Regions from separate parts of the Zea mays genome. Here region 2 is linked to region 1. Evidence: chromatin contacts called from public Hi-C data. All regions are on one chromosome and are shown on one strand. Each heading gives the region's core, a stretch centred on a gene start, on an enhancer-like site or on the middle of the called end of the contact. The rest is flanking DNA. Distances are from core to core; before and after follow the strand shown.

Region 1 (4,652 bases), core at 1,191-3,690:
CTGTAACACTCTGCAAATTTTTTGTTGGGTGCAAAATGATCTTTGTCGAGTGTATGGGACACTCGGCTCCATGTTCCATGTGAATGTTAGCAGGCCGACCTATAATCACGAAGGTACACCTCTGAAAATGATCTAGATTTTGAAAGATGGTTCTCTTAAAAGGCTTGTCTTTTTCCATAGACATGAATCTTTTTTTAACCATCTCCATGGTTTAAAGCGTTGTGTTAATTATTTGTGTACCAGTGATAATGGCAAGCCGTGACCAGAAAAAAAAGACTAATGTCACTAAGATATTTTGTTCAAGGCTGAAGGAGTGAAGGCTCCAAGCTAAACTTGAATTTATAAAACAAGAGTTTATATGGTGTACTTAACATACTATTTGCATGTCCGGCAGCTACGTACAGAAGGATAGGGTGCAGACTAACACACATGAGCCACAAACCAGAGACGAACACAAGCACAAAGCAGCAACCCAGCTGTGTGAGCACGCACGCATGACGCATGTACACTGCACAAGAAGAGATCGATGGGGTTCCATCGGTCCCTGGCTCAACTCAGTACCATGGCGAGTCCGGGAGCGCGGTGATGACGCTCTTGACCTGCAGGTACTTGTCCATGGCTGCCAGCCCCTGGTCCCGGCCGAAGCCGCTCATCTTGTACCCGCCGAAGGGCGCGTCCGGGTCGAAGGCGAAGTAGCAGTTCACCCACACGGTGCCGGCGCGCACCGACCGGGACACCCGGTTGGCGACGTCCAGGCTCTTGGTCACGATCCCGGCGGCGAGCCCGTACCTGGTGCAGTTGGCCTTCTCGATCACCTCATCAACCGTCCTGGGGAATGGGGATGCATGGCGGGAGAAGAAATGTGCAAACAACGGCCGTCAGTCATCAGAACCTCAGAATGCAAGAGGCATGAACAATATCAATTTCGATGTTAGTGTATGGTGTACGTACTTGAACTTCATGAGGGACATGACGGGGCCGAAGATCTCTTCCTGCGCGATCTTCATGTCCTCCTGGTCAATCCATCCAGATGATGAGATGAGCATGCGTCAGTGACTCGCCATTGTTTCTAATCGTATGTATTTTTCGTTGTGCTGTGCTTGTCGTTTAACTTACAGTGACATCGACAAAGATGGTGGGCTCAATGTAGTACCCTTTGTCGGCGGCAGGCTTGCCGCCGGTGAGCAGAGTCGCTCCCTCGCTCTTGCCATGCTCAATGTACTTTAGGACCCTCTCAAACTGGTCCTTGTCAACCTAGCACGACCAACAGAGAATTATCCGTTCATTCAGATGCTTCCGCCATGAATGAACTTGACTAGTTTATCCGTCACACACAACAACTCAATGTACTGTACCTGAGGGCCCATGTTGCTGGTGACATCGAACGGGTCTCCAACCTTCCAGCTCCGCGCGGCCTCCACGGCCTTCTTGACGAACTCGTCATAGATCCCTTCCTGCACGTACACGCGCGATCCCGCCACGCAAACCTCTCCCTGGAATATTTGCATGTTCCAGGCATCATCACCGTTTGTACCTGTACAGTGTTGAATGCAATGCCAGCATACCTTGTTGAAGAAGACGGCAAGCCTCGACAGGTTAACGGCCATGTCGACGTCGGCGTCGTCGAAGATGATGAGCGGCGACTTGCCGCCGAGCTCCAGCGAGACCGTCTTGAGGTTGCTCCGCGCGGCCGACTCCATGATGAGGCGACCCACCTCTGTGGAGCCGGTGAAGGCCACCTGACGAAGAACAATGCGATGTGAATTCTTGGTCGATCAGGAACCTAGCTATTGGGCAATTCAGTTCAGCGCGGCGTGCTCACGCTGTCGACGTCCATGTGGGAGGCGAGCGCGGCGCCGGCGGTGGGGCCGAACCCGGGGACGACGTTGATCACTCCGTCGGGGACGCCGGCCATCTTTGCGAGGTGCGCGTAGTAGAGCGCGGAAAGCGGCGTCTGCTCGGCGGGCTTGACGACGACGGTGCAGCCCGCGGCGAGCGCCGGGCTGACCTTGAGGAAGAACATCATGGTGGGGAAGTTCCAGGGGATGATGACGCCCACGACGCCGATAGGCTCCTTGAGCGTGTAGCCCTGGTACCTGCCGGAGACGCGCAGGACGTCGCCGTGGATCTTGTCGGCGGCGCCGGCGTAGTAGCGCAGCATCTGCGTGGCCGCGGGGATGTCGATGATCTTGCCCAGCAGCAGCAGCTTCCCGGCGTCGGCACCGTCCAGCGCCGCCAGCTCCTCCGTGTGCTGCTCCACCAGGTCCGCCAGCTTGCTCATGATCCGCCCGCGCTCCTGTTGCGCGCAACAGCGGCATCGTTATTCTTCGAGTACCACTCCTGGGCGGCGGTCAGTTTGAGCATCGTGGACATGGTGATGGACTTACGTAGCCTGACATGCGGGGCCACTTGCCGTGCTCGAAGGCGTCCCGGGCGGACTTCACCGCCAGGTCCACATCAGCTTTGTCTGCCTCTGCTACGTGGGCCAGCACGTCGCCGGTCCGTGGGTCCCTGGTATCGAATGTCTTGCCTGCGAAATAACAATGTACCTCTTATACATATGATCAATCAGTCCTGCTTGGGACAAAAAAGCAATTATAACATAATACTGGATCAAGCTATTTCAAATTTAACCATTTTTAAAATATATATATATCAACATTTATAATACCAAAATCAGTATGGTTTACAAGATATAGATATCTTATTATACGTACTTGATTAAGTTTTCGAAGGGAAGGAATCACAAAAAACATAGGGAGAATTGTATCATTTTCTCGACACAAGTAAATGCAAACCATGAGTAGTGTGTGTTATGCTGGCTACAGCGCTGCGGCGGCCACCGTTCCATTCTCACTCCCCTACCTTGGAGGAATAGAGGCTATAGGAGGCATTGAGGATTAGTTTGGGAGTCCAAAAACCGGAGATGATTGAAGGAATAAAATTCACTTCTTCTTATTCAAAATTTAATAAGCAGAAGATTTTAGTCCCTACAATCTACTCCAGTTTTATGGATCCCAAACTAGCCCTAAAGGCCGCATCAGTGGCCGCTAATCTTCTCTCTATCATTCTGGGGCCTTCTCTCTGCCGCTGGGAGTAGAGGCACTCTCCGCCCACGTGTTACTTCCTCCGACAAGGCCGCGCACGCCTCCTAGTGACGGCCGCGCGTGTCTCCTTCCTCGGCGACGACCGTGCGTGCCACCTGCTTTCTCGGGGACGGTCGCTGCACCTCCTTCTTCCTCGGCAACAGCCACACGTACCACTTGCTTTCTTGGTGGTGGCCGTCGTGGCTCTTTCGTCGGCGATGCCCGCACACGCCACCTCATTCCTCGGCGACAGTGGTCACGCCTTCTTCTACCTCGGCAACGGCGGTCGCCGCCGCACCTTCATCTTCCTCAGTAGTGGTCGCGCGCGCCACCTGCTTCCTCAGCAATGCCTGCGCAAGCCACCTCATTCCTCGGCGACAGAGGCCACGTCTCCTGCTTACTTGGTCGTCGTCGGTGGCAGCGTTGTTTTTATTTTTCATGTTACTCTGCTATGCAGTTTGCTAGGAGAGGAATGCAGCGATCGAGTGGGGTAGAACAGGGTGGTACAGTTTTCATGTATGAATACTAAGATTTAGTGATAAATGGGGAGAGATGAAGTGTGAACCGTTGCGTGAGAGAGAATATCGGAGGAGAATTTTAGCGGAAACGACTTCGGATAGCCTTAAGGATGATTAAAGTCATTGTCACGGAGGATGTAAGGACGAATAGGGATGGCAATTTAACTGCGGATCTGAAACCCGACAGGTATCCCCGACCCAACAGGTGGGTGCAGGTGCGAGAGAAGATTTTGACCTACGAGTACTCTCACACCCGACCCGAAGTTCTGCAGATATGGGTGCGGATTTTCTATTTGAATCCGCGAGTGGCTAGCATCCGACCCAAAATTTAGTTCATTATATTTTTGTGCAAAAAATGATTAAAGATATAATATTAATTATTTTGAATAAGTAAATTGGCTAATGTTTCATGGAATGTTTTGTTGCTTTTTAACGTGGGAAGTCTTAAAATCGGTAGATATATGACTTAATTATTGTTGGTACTTAATTATTTATAGTTAAATTACTGTTTAAAAGTATACACACCTGCGGGTGGCACGAAACCCACACTGAATCCAATGGGTTCTGCTACGGATTTGGAATTACATCCATAGGTGTGATCACAAACGGATTTAGGTAGACTTCATGTATATGATCCTGAACTGGTTTTTTTGCCCCACCTATTCGAACTCGGCATGCAGAGAATAAAAGGGAAAGTAAAATTCTTGTGGTTTTCAACTCTGTAGCGTGGTATCACAGAAACCAATGACGAAGAGGGAGTGGCTAAAATGCGACAATAGGCCACGACGAACTCATGTTTAGCAAGACGTTGTTATTGATCGATGCGTCGTTGGAGAGCCGAATTAAAGCTGACTAGACAAGAACGCTGAACGCCATATGCGTGTTTGGCTTTGGCACGCGTGTCATCTCATTTCAGGGGAACTTACGGAAATTTTCGTAATGAGTTTATAGAGCTAGCTCTAGGCAAGACCCATTTCGAGATAGCTTTGTTTGAGTGCATGGAATAGGTTTCCGTAATATATTGTATTTTTAGGACTAGTTTAGGGAA
Region 2 (4,652 bases), core at 1,588-4,087, 220 kb before region 1:
TAGCAAGCCTAGTCCAATTTACAAGACCATGTGTCTGAATACTAACACCACAAAGCCACTAATGGTGGTACCAAATAACTATAAGAAAATGAACCACACAGGATTGACTGAACACTGAAATTGATCCAAGAGAAATATGGACAGACATCAATCATTTATAAAATGAGGTCAATTGCCATCAACATCCCCTTACATAGTGCAGGTTTCTGAACCGTGCAATTGGTAAGCCCAATTACACAAATTAGCAGCTGCTAAATAACTAGATACTAGGTTAAGTAAACATTTATATATCAGCTAACTTTCTGCCACCCAAAAAGTTCAAGATGCCGAGCAAATTCCAGATGAGAGCTTGTCCAACGCAACTGCCTCATAACTGAGTGAAGGAACAAGGAAACATGTTCACATCAGGACAGCTATTCACCATCCTCAAAATTGTGTACCTTCAGTAATTTCTACAGGACAGTCAGAAGTGAAACAAGGAGAGTCACTTGCAATGGATGTACAGTAAGTTTTAGAAACAAACATCTCTTGGTTCAACTGTAGACATGTCAAATAAAGAATAAGAAGACAATGTGCCAAGCTATCAGAGCTTCCAACAACAGCTACGACAATATGCCTTCAACAAACAATTATCCTACTAAAATTTCTGAAAAAGTACTATTTTACCCAAAAAATACAGAAATGAAATTGTGTAGACTACTACTAGGAACCTACAAGAGAAAGGTGGAGCACAGAGTTCATGTACCAATGAAACGAAATGTATCTGGAAAGGAGAAGGCAATGGTACAACAAAAAAAAAATCTACATCAGTCGAAAGAGTCACCATACCATCTAGTACTTGCTCAGTTCATGCATTCGCCTATCAAACATTGGTCAAATAGCTTGGACAAAAGGAAGCCATCCACCCAAAATATATTGGCTTTGCAATGTGAGATCAAGATAACCTCACTGGACCCACGTTGGGCTTAGCGGGGGCACAGGCCCCCACTCAATTTTCTAGTTTCAGTGGACATTTTAGTGTAGCTACAAAGGTCTAGTAGTCATTTAGCCTCTATTTAGGCCCCCACTCAAATGTTGGACTGGGTCCGCCCCTGCTCACTGAAGCAGCATAGGCCCTTGTATTTTCATAATTAATGGAAGTGAGATTATAAACATTGATGTTTAGCGATCAAAAAGCTGAAAGTTCAAACCCAATATGGAAATGGGAGAATTTGCACCCTCCGAAAAAAAACAGAAGTATGAAACTCTTATTCAACCATTTTAAACAATGAAGGTCAAGTTTTACCCGTGCTCCAATAACCATATTAGAAGCTACTAGTTTCATCAGTGATCACTTTCGAAGTACAAAGTTGCTCGAATTATGTAGACCTGCAACACTTGCACAAGAGAAATTGCTTGGTCAGCATTATTATAATCATAGATTCCTCCAACTTAGTCCTTAAGAAAAACAGATGTTACTGGAACATGATAGATAAGAAGCCATGATAACAACTGATCTGATAACTGGAAACAATTGAAGTAAATTTGTACAAAGACCAAGTTTGAAACAAGACATTTTTATTTCTTTCTAAAGGATATTTGATTCTGTAAATTTCAGTTATTGTTATTCAGTTCCCTTTAATAATCAGCGGCCATGCAAGTTCTATAGATGATTCATACACGTTATTGCAATGCAAAATAGATCTCAATCACCTTGAACTTTGTCCGCTCAATCAGTTGGAAGACCAAGCAATCTCCATCAAGCAGCTTGTGCTGGATGGCGAACTCTTTCCATCCAGTGCTGAGGCCAGCCTGCATTGCAAGGTAGAACGTGTCTGACTCGTCATCCTCCTCATCCACCAAGGTGATCGTCTCATCACTCTTAGGCAGGTGCTCCCGGCAGAAATGCTTCGGGAGGCCCTGCGTTTTCACAAGCCCACCAAATAAGAATTTACCTCGATGTGGGGTGAATTAACAATCGAAAACAACAGGACGTGCCGAACTGAAGCCTCCTCTACTTTACCAGCCAGAAGCCTCCGGAGACATGGGACAGTGTCATGGGCTGGGTGAAGATGGGGAAGCTGGAGCCCAGCTCTTGCACCAGCTCCTCAGCCTTAGAGATGGCGTAGCTCCTCTCCTCGTCCGAATCCTGGATCAGATTGTTTTCAAAACCGCGATGTGTTCTACGAAGTACAGGGAGAGAAGATGAAAAAATTAGTAATTTCTATGAAGCTGACCCTTTGACACTGACCTCGTGGTACATGGGCTTCTTGGGGAGGTTGGCGAGTCGGTCGGACCACCGTAGTGGCTCCACCACCACGGAGTTGGCAGCGTCCAGCGGCACCCGCGCATTGGACTTGCTGCCCTCCGGAAATGGCAAGTTCACCCTGACCTCGCGGTACATTGGCTTCTCAGGGAGGTTGGCGAGTCGGTCGGACCGCCTTGGCGGCTCCGTGGCGGCGTCCCGCGGCACCGGCGCCTTCCGCTTCTTGGCCTGCAGAAAAAGCAGATTTGAACCCAGAGAATGACAAGAAAAGAAGGCATCGAGCGACACAAGAAACAGCCCGGCCATCGTGGCTATCGGTCAAGCAACCGGGACACACCGACGAGGGTTTGGCAGCGGCGGCGGCCTCTCTGACGGCGGCGGAGAGGTGGTGGAGCTGCAGCTCCTCCAGCTTCCGCTTGTTCATTTCTATCTGCCTCCGCCGTTGCTCCTCGTACGCCACCGCCACCGCCTCCGCCATCTCCCTTCTCTCTTGTCTGTTCCCCACTTCGATTTGTTTTAGTAGTTTCGGGGAGCAGATCAGAACAGAAGCGGCGGTTTAGAGAAAGGAGAATAGGAAGATGAAGAGGCCTTCTATATTTATGGACCCCATCCAGGTGCACACGAACGGCAGAAGGGTTCGAAAATTGAAAATTTGAATTCTGCCGACCCCGCATTGCTAGAATGCATCTTTTATAATGAAAATATGAATTCCGGATTTAGCAATGATAATACGTACAGCCAATACAAATTAATTATTACAATCGAAAACAGTTGTATGAATAGTGATACTAACTTAAAGAAACAAAATTATAAGACTATGACTAACACTAACTATACTCAATTTTTGTATTTGGCCCTATTTTAGAGGGAGGTATAAATAAAAGTATGAAAAGGACGTGCTTCCACATCATTAACATGATCAAACAGCTACGTATTTGGTTGATTTTGGGAAAGGCAATTTCTCGTTTCCATCTGATTAGGTTAGAGTATCTGTGAGAGTTACCAAAACGTTCTTCCAGTTCAGAATTTATGATAAAAATTAAAACAAAAACACATCTTCAACACCTTCCAATTAACCACACTTCTCAATAGTTTAGCATTTAAAAAAAATAGACACTCACAAGCGGAAATACACACACGTTCGCTGTCCAGCAGATCCTGCTCGTGGCGGGGTTTCTCGAGCCTTTTGATCCTACTATTAATCTATATGATTATGATGGCAAAATTAATATAGAAAATGGTTTAAGACCATTTTGCTTTCAGCAGCTCAGCGTCGGCAAGTCTGGGCAGGGTGGGTCGGATGGTCACAAGCATCCAGCACAAAGAACCTCGTGCGTTTGGTGGGGTCAGGTGCTGCTCCCAGGGGGTCGCAGCGGCTGCTGGTGTAAGCCTAACAAGAGCTTGGACAAGGTACTATTCGGTAATCATGCATGACTTTGAAGATTCACCTGAATGTCCGTTGTCCATAGCTCACTTGCTGCTGACATGCTTGCTCCGTGCTCCTCCTAACCATCTGAACTGGAGAACTAGGCACCAAATCATTATCGGCGTCGCACGGGGCTTGCAGTACCTCCACGAGGAGTCAAACCTGAGGATCATCGTTCACCGCGACAAGGCTGGGGGCGGTAGGGTCACGCGGGAGGAAGATGGGAAAGGACGAGGGTCGATGATCTAAATAATTTTATTAATTAAATTTGAGTAAGAGGAGAATAGTTAGTTTTAATGATGTATTAAATTTGAATATAATTTATTTAGTGGATTTAGTAGAGGTTATGGTGTGTGGGTGATTTGATTGAGTGTGTTTCATACAATTTAAACGGTTGGATTGTATAGTGATATAGATGCGCCAAACATGAGCATAGCTAGGTTTTTTATAGAGAGAGGTAAACACTATTTAATAGATTACATGTCTGATTTCAATTTAAATTTTAACTTAATAGACTATATGTTTTTATCAAACACACAAACAAATAAATAACTAATATTTATTGAATCGACCGTTGTTTTTATGTACTTAACTACTTAAAAATTACTTAGCAGCTACTAATTAGTAATAGTCGAGACTTTAGCAGCCGCCCCCACCTTATTGCATCAGCTTGCTTGCAATAGGAGGAGCCGAGGAGGTCTCACCATGGATGCAAGCCAGGATGTGTGGGACTGGGTGGTCCTGCCAGAACACAGGAGGTTCTACATGAGCCATGGCAGCAAGAATCTTGATGGTAAGGATCGCTTATTGTTTCACGTATGTAATTTTGTTCACAACCGCCTAAGCAAGTTTAATAATAAAGCCAACTGTTGGCTGTAAAAATCCTTGTAGGCTAACATTTATCTCACCCGTGTAATGGTTAGCTCTTTAGTATTAATATAGGGCCTCATTTTTCTCTCAGCTTCTTGGTTCTTATGTCCA

What was found. Hi-C and Micro-C count contacts between places; a contact is called where the count stands out from the background.
Region 2: a contact with region 1 is called in a Hi-C map of root tip, with 1.9 times the contacts expected there. The contact joins the promoter of LOC100273773 here to the enhancer-like site in region 1. A contact is called at or near these places in 3 of 25 Hi-C or Micro-C datasets (bundle sheath, ear and root tip).

Annotation. Positions count from the first base shown.
Region 1 is chr3:227,322,154-227,326,805 of Zm-B73-REFERENCE-NAM-5.0, reverse strand. It overlaps LOC541914 (aldehyde dehydrogenase 5), which reads right to left. Exons shown (of 8, transcript NM_001111577.2): 2 at 2,388-2,530; 3 at 1,823-2,296; 4 at 1,566-1,739; 5 at 1,356-1,493; 6 at 1,117-1,254; 7 at 952-1,013; 8 at 315-828. The coding sequence ends at 555. Among protein-coding and RNA genes, the nearest start is that of LOC541914, 6.1 kb to the right of the region's middle. Within about 2 kb of position 2,440, at least 14 of the 20 cell types and tissues checked have an H3K27ac peak or open chromatin away from gene starts, as enhancers often do. A contact at or near this core is called in bundle sheath, ear and root tip, where this site is marked.
Region 2 is chr3:227,544,383-227,549,034 of Zm-B73-REFERENCE-NAM-5.0, reverse strand. It overlaps LOC100273773 (B3 domain-containing protein), which reads right to left and starts at 2,837. Exons shown (of 6, transcript NM_001148177.1): 1 at 2,583-2,837; 2 at 2,231-2,473; 3 at 2,003-2,128; 4 at 1,693-1,899; 5 at 1,286-1,368; 6 at 126-452. The coding sequence starts at 2,723. The coding sequence ends at 1,324.